2 separate regions of the Callithrix jacchus genome follow, and region 1 is linked to region 2. Evidence: chromatin contacts called from public Hi-C data. All regions are on one chromosome and are shown on one strand. Each heading gives the region's core, a stretch centred on a gene start, on an enhancer-like site or on the middle of the called end of the contact. The rest is flanking DNA. Distances are from core to core; before and after follow the strand shown.

Region 1 (5,118 bases), core at 1,322-3,821, 90 kb after region 2:
CATTTGCAAGAAGTAGCCCAAGATAACTTTTGTTTTCAAATCAAGCAAGGTCAAGATGGCCTCCTTGGCTCAACTGGCCTTGTCTGTTCATGGATTCTTCAGCCCTGGTCTCTGTTTTAGTATACTTCAACAGTGTGTTTTTAGATGTGAAAACAAGAGTTAATTATTTTTAATTCAGAGTTAGTGAGTATTTGAGACACCTGTTCACCTTCTATTTCTGCTTTGACTGTTTAACAAGAAAGAAAATGTGAATTGTGATCAGGCTTCCTTTGGGAGCAGCACCCACTGTAGCCCCTTGCCACGCTTGAGGGTCTTCCTGGCGACTGCCTCCACCCTGCCTCTGCCACTTGGCCTTGGCCTTGCTGGTCTCTCCTGCCTGGGCTGGGGGCAGGGTGTGGGGGGCAGCAGCCCTGGTTATGCTCGGACTAGCCCAAGGCCACCTGTTGACCACAGCTCCGCTGCAGCCTGCCCTGTGGACGATGCTGTCACTGTCAGCCACATGTTGAGCTCTCATTCTCCTCTAGTTTATCTTTCCTTGTTTCCCTGGTTCTTTCCTCCTTCAGCCTGATAAATGGGCTCTGTGGACTATTGCAGTAGGTGAGTGGAATTCTAGATAATAGATGAACCATTATTAAACCCTTCCAAATTGATTATTTTTTTGGTGGCTGCCATTTTAAAACCAATTAGGAAAACAAGATCTTAAAGGGTAATTAATGTGCTTTTGTTTGAAAACCAAAAGATTTAGGAGCTGCTGCCAGAGGTACCAGCCTCTGACTTTGGAACTTGTGTCCTGGGTCCTGAGAACCTGAGAACACAGGTTAACCCTCTTGAGACCCTGGCAGGGGGTTTGTTAGTTGAGGAGGCACAGGCCACTCCTTCATGTTGCCCAGGTGGTGGCGGTCCATGAGCCTGTGGGCACTGCCCAGCCCCACAGCCACCCCCCACCTTCCACCCTCCTTGCAGGGCTGTTCGTGCCTAGGTAATCAACTGCATTGCTTTTATTTCCTGGCCTGGGAGAGCACTGTTGAGACTCTATAATCAATTGGTTTCTAGATGATTCTTTCAAGGTCAGGACTGCCTGAGCTGACATGTGTCTGTGTGATGTTAGGGTTGGCTAACGGTCCGGACGTGCTGGAGACAGACGGTCTCCAGGAAGTGCCTCTCTGCAGCTGCCGGATGGAAACGCCGAAGAGCCGAGAGATCACCACTTTGGCCAACAACCAGTGCATGGCTACTGAGAGTGTGGACCATGAAGTAAGCACGTTTGTTTTCATTTAAAGCAGCCACGAGAAATGGGTGAGAAAGCCCAGCCCAGCAGCGGCCCCCCAGCCCCCTCCAGTGAGTTGCGCTGCATGACCAGGGAGGGAGCTTGAGTGGCTTCTGCACAAAACCAGCCGAGCAGGTCCCAATACTGAAATCCCAGGAGAGCTTATTAAAAAGGAGGATTGTGTAGACACGTTTTTTGAATGAAAGTGTCCTGTTGTGGCCGGGCACGGTGGCTCACGCCTGTAATCCCAGCACTTTGGGAGGTTGAGGCAGGTGGATCATGAGGTCAGGAGATGGAGACCAGCCTGGCCAACATGGTGAAACCCTGTTTCTACTAAAAATACAAAAATCAGCAGGGTGTGGTGGCGCGCGCCTGTAATCCCAGCTACTCTGAAGGCTGAGGCAGGAGAATTGCTGGAACCTGGGAGGTGGAGGCTGCAGTGTGTCGAGATGGTGCCAGTGTACTCCAGCCTGAGTGACACAGCAAGACTCTGTCTCAAAAAAAAAAAAAAAAAAAGAAAATGGCCTGTTGTGTTTCTCTTTTATGATCATGGTTTTGTTAAGGTTTTTCCTACCTTGCAGTAAACTAAGTGGGTAGATGGAGGCAGGAGAGTCACACCAAGGTATGCCCAGAACTGTGGTTCCCTGCAGGACCGGGCAGCAGCCACTTCCTTCCCGTCACCAGGGATCACAGACTCAGAGGGTTCATCATGCCCCCTCCCTGCTGCCTCTGGAACAGGCAGAGCACAGACGGAATTAATGTTTTCTGAAAATTTCTCCAGTAGATTTCTTTTGGCTCTTAGAGCCTCGTGACCATGGCTGGCCATGGCGAGGGGCCAAGCAGGAGGGTTGTTGGCCCCAGGCCCTGAGAGGCACCACATGCAGTCACACTGCTCGGGTGTCTGGCTGCCCCAGGCTTGCATTTGCTGCAGGCCAAAGTCAGCTCATGGGCATGGGTGTCAGCCTGTTGCTCCATTGAGTTTCCTGGTCTTTTTGGCCAGCGGAGCCATCTTCAACTCGATTATTGAGTCTTAGCTGCACGTTTTAGAAATTAATGAACTATGAACAGGAGCAGCCATTCATGTAGCAATACCAGGCATCACTCCAAGCCTTTGCATAGGTAGCTCTTCCAGGTTTCAGGGCAGCCTGTGCAGCATAGACCGTTGCCCAGGTTGTACAGGTGAGGCCTGTGAGAGAGGCTATGTGGCTGGCGTGCCGGACTCACTGCTCGCTGTGGAGAAGGCAGGAATGGAGCCTCATTCCAAAGGTGGAGCCCCACCAGTGTCGGGGCGCACAAGCAGCAGCCAGGTGGAGCGGGCAGGGCCCTGGAACAGGCCAGCCAAGTTAGCCTACGGCCCTCACCCTGGCGCCTGTTAGTGTGGCTGGGGTTTCTGATTCAGTAGGTCTGGCCTGGCTGGGAGTTTACTTTTTTAAAGTGTTCCCAGTTTCTCCTGATGCTTCTGGTCCAGGGACCACACTTTGAGGACCACTGGTTCTCCTCCTCTTCTCCTCCCCCGTAGGTGTGAGGCAGGATCCAGTGGAGGCAGATCCATTTGACAGGTGCTTCCCTGTGACTTTACTATCTGTATATCTACGTTTCCAGTTCACATGCTTTTCTAGACTCCGAAACCGCGCTGCTTCTGTCTTGTCCCAGGCTGGCTAGGCGACATCTGCTTCAGCACCTCTCATCTGCACACATGCGCCCGGCGGGCTCCCCGTGTGATGGCTTTTCCCACCTCTGAATGTTCATGTCACTCGCCACATGTTCTGCCACACCTGGCCCTCTGCAGAGCCTCTCGTTTGCTTTAAAAGAACTTTTTGTAGTGAAAAGTGAGGGTGCGGTTAGCCCTCGGAGTTCTTGGCTCAGGCTCCTCCATCACCGGCGTGCTGTCCCCCATCCTCCTTTCTTGGTTTTGAACTACTTATTATCTTAAAGCACACCCCGCTTTACTACTGAATAGCGCAATATATTTCTATGAAGAACAAAAAGGGACCATTTTCTCATGTAACAGCAATGCATTTTCACATGTAACAAAAATAGCAGTTTCCTATTATTATTTGGTGCCCATTCCATGGTCAAAGGTCTGTTAACAAAAGCCTTTTCCTTTTTTTTCCTCTTTCTAATTGGATCAAGACTGGTTCCACTCATTAGATCAATCTGCTGCAATGTCTCTTAGGTTTTTTGTGTTTTTTTAATCCAAAACATTCTCTCTGTCCCTGCCTCTTCCCATTTGCCACACTGTTCACTGAGAGAATCTGGATTCCAGATTCTGGATTTAGTTTGTAACTTCCTGTGTTGTTAAGTCATTTGCCTTAGTTCCTATAGCCTGAAAGTTAGATCTGAAGCCTTGGTTTACATATATGTACCTCAAATTTTTACTTTATGATTTAATTCTGGCAAAAATGCTCTGGAGGTTCATGTGCTGGGAGTGGTGCCAAGAAGGCCCTGGATTTCTGAGGTGGCCTCCTGTCTGCCTGAAAGCTGCACTGTCCTTGGTGACCACTGCCTGCATCCATTGTTTCATTCAGAGTTGCAAGATGGTGATTTTGTTCTTCCTCTGGCAAGCACAGGCTGGAATTTTTTGGTATGGAAAACTTCCCCACATCTGCCAGGGCTGTTTAGTACCTCTGAAACAAGCTTCAGCTGGATTGTTAATAAACAGAATAACAAACAGAATAAACAGCTGCTTGTTAGTGAATGGGTGCTCTAACAACCTCTAGTAGCATTCAGAGGGCTTGATTTTGCTTCTCCCTGTCCCCTCTCCACCTGCCTTTCTCCCTTCGCATTCTTAATGACTCATGGTCTTCTCTGAATTCAATGTGTGCTAAGTTTTTTTGTTTAAAATTAAACACAGGTCCCTTATTTTTTTAAGGGATGGGGTTTCGCCATGTTGTCCAGGCTAGTCTTGATCTCCTGGGCTCAAGCGATCTTTCTGCCTTATTTTTCTGCCTTATCCTACTCTGACCTATTTTTTGGATAGAAAACTCAAAATAATAATTAAATTAAATGTAGATCCAGAAGACCATACAAAACAAACATTGGACTAAACAAATCTGTCTCAGCTGAGCTCTGGTAAACACCACCAAGGTCGAGGAGTGGAGCCTGGGGCGCTCCCCCTGCCTGTCCCCATGTGTGATCTGCCCCGCCCAGTGGCCTCTGTCCCGGCTCCCACAGCGCCTGCTTCCTGTGTCAATATCACCTTTTGAGTTTGTAGCTTCACCTGCAGCACTGCTGCCCATCTTCAGTTTCTATATTATTCATGGTCCCGTCTTTTTCGTTCAGTGTATCTGTTGAACAACCCATGCCATTGGAAGCTTCAAGGCTCCCATCATCTGGATTCTGCTAATCCCACACTCAAGTTGCAATTCAGCAGGTTCCTTTGTGTTTCTTGCAAAACTTGGAAAGGCTGGGCGTAGTGGCTCATGCCTGTAATTGCAGCACTTTGGCAGGCAGAGGAAGAAGGATCACTTGAGTCCCGGAGCTCAAGATCAGCCTGGGCAACATGGTGAAACCCCATCTCTTTAAAAAAAAAAATTAATTAATTTAACAACCTTACAAGTTTGGCCCCTTTGTAGGACTCTGAGTGTGGGGTGGTTTTAGCTCCAAATGGAGGGCCATGTGGTCTGGCTGTCTTTCTCCTATACTGGTAGCCGCTGATGCTTACTACCTACACTTGTTGTTTATTTCATTGGAGGTTTCAAAATGGTACTGATTTTTATCATTTATTATTCATTGTTCACTGGAATGGTTTTATAGAGAGACATGTCTCAGACCAGGCACAAGTGGCTTATGCCTGTAATCCTATCACTTAGGGAGGCTGAAGCGGCAGATCAGTTGAGCTCAGGAGTTTG
Region 2 (5,160 bases), core at 705-3,204:
TTCATATGAGTAGTGCTTATCACTTTAAAAATATATAGTGAAAACCTGAAGGGAAGATGACCGTGAAGTTAGATAACGCCCTGTCACAATGTCAAAACAAAGCCACCCAGAGACCCAAAGAGTTGAATCCTTTTCTGTCTTTTTTTTTTGGAGACAAGAGTCTTGCTTCGTCGCCCAGGCTGGGGTACAGTTGCGCAATCTTGGCTCACTGCAACCTCCGCCTCTCGGGCTCAGGCTGTTCTTCCACCTCAGCCTCTTGAGTAGCTGGGACTACAGATGCACACCACCATGCACAGCTGATGTTTTCGGTATGTTTTGCAGAGATGGGGTTTTGCCATATTGCCCAGGCTGGTCTTGAACTCCTGAGCTCAAGCTTTCCACCAGCCTTGGCCTCCCAAAGTGCTGGGATCACAGGAATCAACTACCGCGCCTGGACCTGAATCCTATACTTGGAATCGTTATGAAATAAGGACCCAACTCTGCAGTGCTGTGGCCGGGCCTTGCCCCCACACGTGGCTGCACAGAGGCCGTCCCTTTGGTCCTTGTGTACTTCTGCACCCCTTCTTCCTTCACTCAGGGAACCTCCTCCAGCACTTTGTGTCCAGCAGACACTACAGTGCAGAGGCCCCAGGAGTCTTCTAGGGTTTGAGCTGCATACAAATGCAAGACTTTATGTACCTTTTCACTCTCATTCTGTGCTAAGTGTCAGGCACGAGTTGTGTGATCCTGCCATAGATGGAATGCGGCGGGCACATGGACTTCTGGTTTGCTAAACTGGAAAAAATACTTTCACAAATGCAAAACCATATAATTTTGTCTTTTCTTTAAAGAATAGTTTATTTTCATAAAGTATCCTATGTTAACATGTAATGGGTTTATTGTTATCTGTAAAGGAAGTGATAACTTAAAAAATTTCTTTTCAGTTTGGACATGGTAAAACTAACTTAGTACCATTCTGATAACTCATGTAAACAAAATCTCTTTGGGGTGATCAGTGCTGTTTAGAGTGTGGTGTGGTTCTGAGAATGAAAAGTTTGAGAATTTATGTTTTATCATAAACTGAAGTGCCTGGAACAGTAGTATAATGAACCAAACAAACAATTTCTGTTTCTCATAGAGCTGACGTTCTGATTGGAGATGAGTGTCACATTTTTGTGTCACATACTTCAAAACAGTCAACTCCTTAGGTTTTACTATCTTTTTATCATCCTGGAGATTTTAAATGAAATTCAGCTATGAATGTGTATTTGTTTTCCCACGCTGTCTCAGTCATATTACAGAGCAGTGTTGTGGATTTAAGAAAAGGTGTCTGACATGAGTAGGAATGTGGTCTTCTACCAGGAACCTTTTTGATTGCAGAGAAATTATTAATGGATCTTACGGTTTTCTGCATGTAGCCTGCATTTACTCTTCTAACCACAAGGTGGTGCCTTTGTTCCAAGTCCGATGGCTGACGCTGTGCAGGACGTAGCTTGAGAACAGTTTTATATGGGTTGCTTTTTTGACAATTTAAGATGATTCTGCTTTGAAGTGCTTAGCAAAGAACCTTACCTTTCTTTCACATCAGGGTGGTCTCATCTTAGAATGACACCCTAGAGTGTGTAAGAACCCCCCAGCAGGTTGAGCACCCCTTACCTGGGTGCTAGTCTGGGTGCCTGGTCCCTTACCACTCTCGACTGCTGCTTTTCTATTTGTTGTATTTATTTCTGATAGGACTGTTACTCAAGTTGCTCTTCTAATCTGAAAAAAGAAATAGGCTTCTCTTATATTTTGATAAGTTGTGTACAGTCTTGTTCTTATGTCCCATGTTGCTCAGAAGAGGAGGTGGGTGTCCTGGGAGGTGGGGGAGCCGTGTTCAGCTACACTGTCCTTGCTGGCTAAGCTGAAGGCAGCATGAAGCTCTGGCCCTGAGAGTGCACCAGGGAGTGTGTGGAGACCATGTCTGCATCCCTCCCTCAGACCCACGCTCTTCGCCTGTGCTCCACACCAATCTCTCCATTGAGCCCTGTGCTGAGGCCAAATTTCACCAGATGTCTTCTGGTGAAACTGCACTGCTGCTCTGCCTAGCATTGGCCCTCCTCTCAGGGAGGCTCTGGCAGGGACTGCCAGTGTTATTCAGTGTCTTCAAAACTTTTTTCTCACATTAGAAAAATTTTAGGCCAGGCACAGTGGTTCATGCCTGTAATCCCAGCACTTTGGCAGACCCAGGCGGGCAGATCATGAGGTCAGGAGTTCAAGACCAGCCTGACCAACATGGTGAAACCCACCTCTACAAAAAATAGAAAAATTAGCTGGGTGTTGTGGTGTGCACCTGTGATACCCAGTACTCAGGAGACTGATGCCGGAGACTAGCTTGAACCCAGGAGGTGGAGGTTGCAGTGAGCCGAGATCGGGCCACTGCTTTCCAGCCTGGGAGATAGGGCAAGACTCTGTCTCAAAAAAAAAAAAAAAAGAAATATTAAGGCCCCTGTTTTTATGGGGATAATTGTGCGAAAGTATGTATGAATTAAAAAGATAGAAAATGACAAAATTACTATGAACGTAGTACCACTGAAAAATAGCATCTGTATGCGTTGACGTATTACTTAGCCTCCAGGAGGCAATACTAGGGGGATCTAGGAGTCTATGGGTCCCTTCTAGGGACTGTATTGTTCTCAGGAGCCAGGGCTGAGGCCTTGATGGAGGCAGGACAATCTGTTGTCTTGGAATTGAGCCCAGGAGGCCCAGACAGATGCTGGCCAGCTAAAGCTGCTTTTCTCAGAGATCCAGGGTGAGCAGGGAGACTTTCTAAAACACCAACCTGTTCCTCACAGGGCCTAGAGCACAGTGAGCTTAGAGGACCACCAGCACCGTCACACACGTGCCGTTTACAAGGCCTGGAGCACAGTGAGCTTAGCCAGCACCATAGCCCATGCTGCCATTTACAAGGCAGTGAAGGGGCTAGGGGCTACAGTGTGACCCACCTGCACCAGGGCTTCCTGAGGGCCAATCTCTCCATTGAGCCCTGTGCTGAGGCCAAATTTCAGGTGCTGAAAGACATTTAACAGGATTCTGCTCTTTCCTGGCATCTATCAAAGAACACCAACATGATATAAATTAAAACCCACAGTAAAATCTCTCAGAATTCCATCCGCTGTTCTGGCTCCCCCACACTGCAGGCTGGTGGAGAATCTCACTGTTGGCCAGTGTCCCCAGATGCCCTGACTCTCAGCTCCAGCGCTCTTTCTTTGTGCTCCTGTTCAGCCTCGAAGAGCAAGTCCAGGTCGGGTCGCTGTGGCGCCTCCTGTACCTTGTGCTGTCTGCCTGTGATTGCTGACTCACTTCTTGGTGTGTGACACCCGCCATTAGTATTTAATCATCATCTTAAAGTATATTCTTCCAGTAGTTGTAGAGTATGTATTTTGTGCCCATACTAGGTGCTGGGGTTACAAAAGTGAACAGGAGCTCCCTCTGTAAGTGGGAGGCAAGCCTGTGTGGGTCATCACAGAGCCTGTGATGAGCTGCAAAGCCATCTGAGCCCAAGAGCTTGCTGCACAGTTGGAGAGTCGTGGACACGGGGGAGGCGTGATGGTCGGGGCCACACTGCTGCTAGAATCTCAAGTAGCTCCGTGTGACTGGCATCTAGGATTTTTGACAGGCCATTCCTGGACCTGAAAATCATCAGGCTAGGTTAGAAATCTGCAGAATTCTGTTAAGGACCAGGTGTATGAAGGTCTCTGATGCATATTCTTTTTTATTTCTACAACTTAAAAATTTTTCAAAAAAATGCATTCTTAGCTTGTGGGAAGTAAGAAAGCAGTTGGGGCTGGATTTGGCCCCGGAGGCCGCACGCCTGGCCTAGATCGCTGAAGTGCCTTCTGTGCCTTGTCATGAAGTGTGAACTTGATTCCATGGGCAGTGGGAAGCCACTGAATTTTTAAAGAAGATTATGATAAGGTCACAATTTTAGAAAGATAATTTTAACTGCAGAGTAGATGCTAGACTGAAAAGGGGAGAGACTGGAATTAGAAAAATGAGTTGCCAGATTCTTCCTATTACCCTTGACTTTAGGAATAATGTGGCATAAAATAAGAAGGTAGCAGTGGAATTTGATGGAATATTTAGGAGGCATAGAATTTGGTGGCCAGTAGGAGGGAGTGGTGTGAGGGAGCGTGAGTAGTGATGCTGACTGGCCGTTCATTTTATTTTATTTTTTTAAATTTATTTTTATTTTTTGAGATGGAGCCTTGCTCTGTTGTCCAGGCTGGAGTGCAGTGGGGCTATCTCGGCGCATTGCAACGTCCACCTTCCCAGTTCAAGCAATACTCCTTTCTCAGCTTCCGAAGTAGCTGGGACTACAGGTGTGCACCACCACACCTGGCTAATTTTTAAGTTCTTTGTAGAGACAGAGTCTCCTTATGAGACAGCCAAATGCCTAGGCAGATAAAAAAGGGTCCCCGGAGAATTTCCACCTGCCCCACCAGCGTTTACTTTTTTTTTTTTTTTTTTGGGGTGGGGAGGAAGGCAGGAAGGAAGGGAAGAAGGACGGTAGGGAGGAAGGAAGGGATGAAGGAAGGAAGGAAGGAAGGGAGGAAGCGGGGAGGGAGGGAGGGAGGGAGGGAGGGAAGGGAAGAAAGGAAATCAAGCAATGAAAGAGACATTGCCGACCTGGATCTAGAGGTTTACAAGTTGATTTCTTTTTTTTTGAGAGAAGGAAAGAAAAAAAAAATAAGTAAAGGAGAGGAAGAAAGAGGAAGAGAAAGAGGGAGAGTAAATGGAAATATTGCTTTATTTTGAAAAAAATTGGGTATTAATAATGGCCAATCAATGTTTTATTTAAACTAATGGGTAGGTGTGATGTGGTATTGACAAGAATGTATATTTTGTGTATTTGAAGTGGAGAGCTCTATAAATATTTATTAAGTTTACTTGTTCTGGATCTGAGTTCGAGTCCTTGATATCCTTATTAATTTTCTGTCTCATTAAATCTAAGTCTCCTATCTGGGTGTTAGGATCGTTAGCTCTTGTTGTTGCATTGATCCTTTTACCACTATATCTTTGTTGCTTTAAAATCTATTTTATCCGATACAAGAATTGCAACTCCTGCTTTTTATTTATTTATTATTTATTTTTGCTCTCCATTTGGTTGGTAAATCTTTCTCCAACCCTTTGTTTTGAGTC

Evidence for each region. A called contact is a pair of places that touch in the nucleus more often than the background predicts.
Region 1: a contact with region 2 is called in a Hi-C map of skeletal muscle, with 3 times the contacts expected there. The contact joins two enhancer-like sites. A contact is called at or near these places in 2 of 3 Hi-C or Micro-C datasets (induced pluripotent stem cells and skeletal muscle).

Annotation. Positions count from the first base shown.
Region 1 is chr1:186,116,105-186,121,222 of calJac240_pri, forward strand. EHMT1 (euchromatic histone lysine methyltransferase 1) reads left to right here. Exons shown (of 27, transcript XM_078333150.1): 10 at 1,109-1,254. It also overlaps the pseudogene LOC100390082. Among named protein-coding and RNA genes, the nearest start is that of CACNA1B, 110 kb to the right of the region's middle. Within about 2 kb of position 2,572, at least 5 of the 16 cell types and tissues checked have an H3K27ac peak or open chromatin away from gene starts, as enhancers often do. A contact at or near this core is called in skeletal muscle, where this site is marked.
Region 2 is chr1:186,027,152-186,032,311 of calJac240_pri, forward strand. The region is part of intron 1 of EHMT1 (euchromatic histone lysine methyltransferase 1); the gene reads left to right. Among named protein-coding and RNA genes, the nearest start is that of EHMT1, 59 kb to the left of the region's middle. Within about 2 kb of position 1,955, at least 4 of the 16 cell types and tissues checked have an H3K27ac peak or open chromatin away from gene starts, as enhancers often do. A contact at or near this core is called in skeletal muscle, where this site is marked.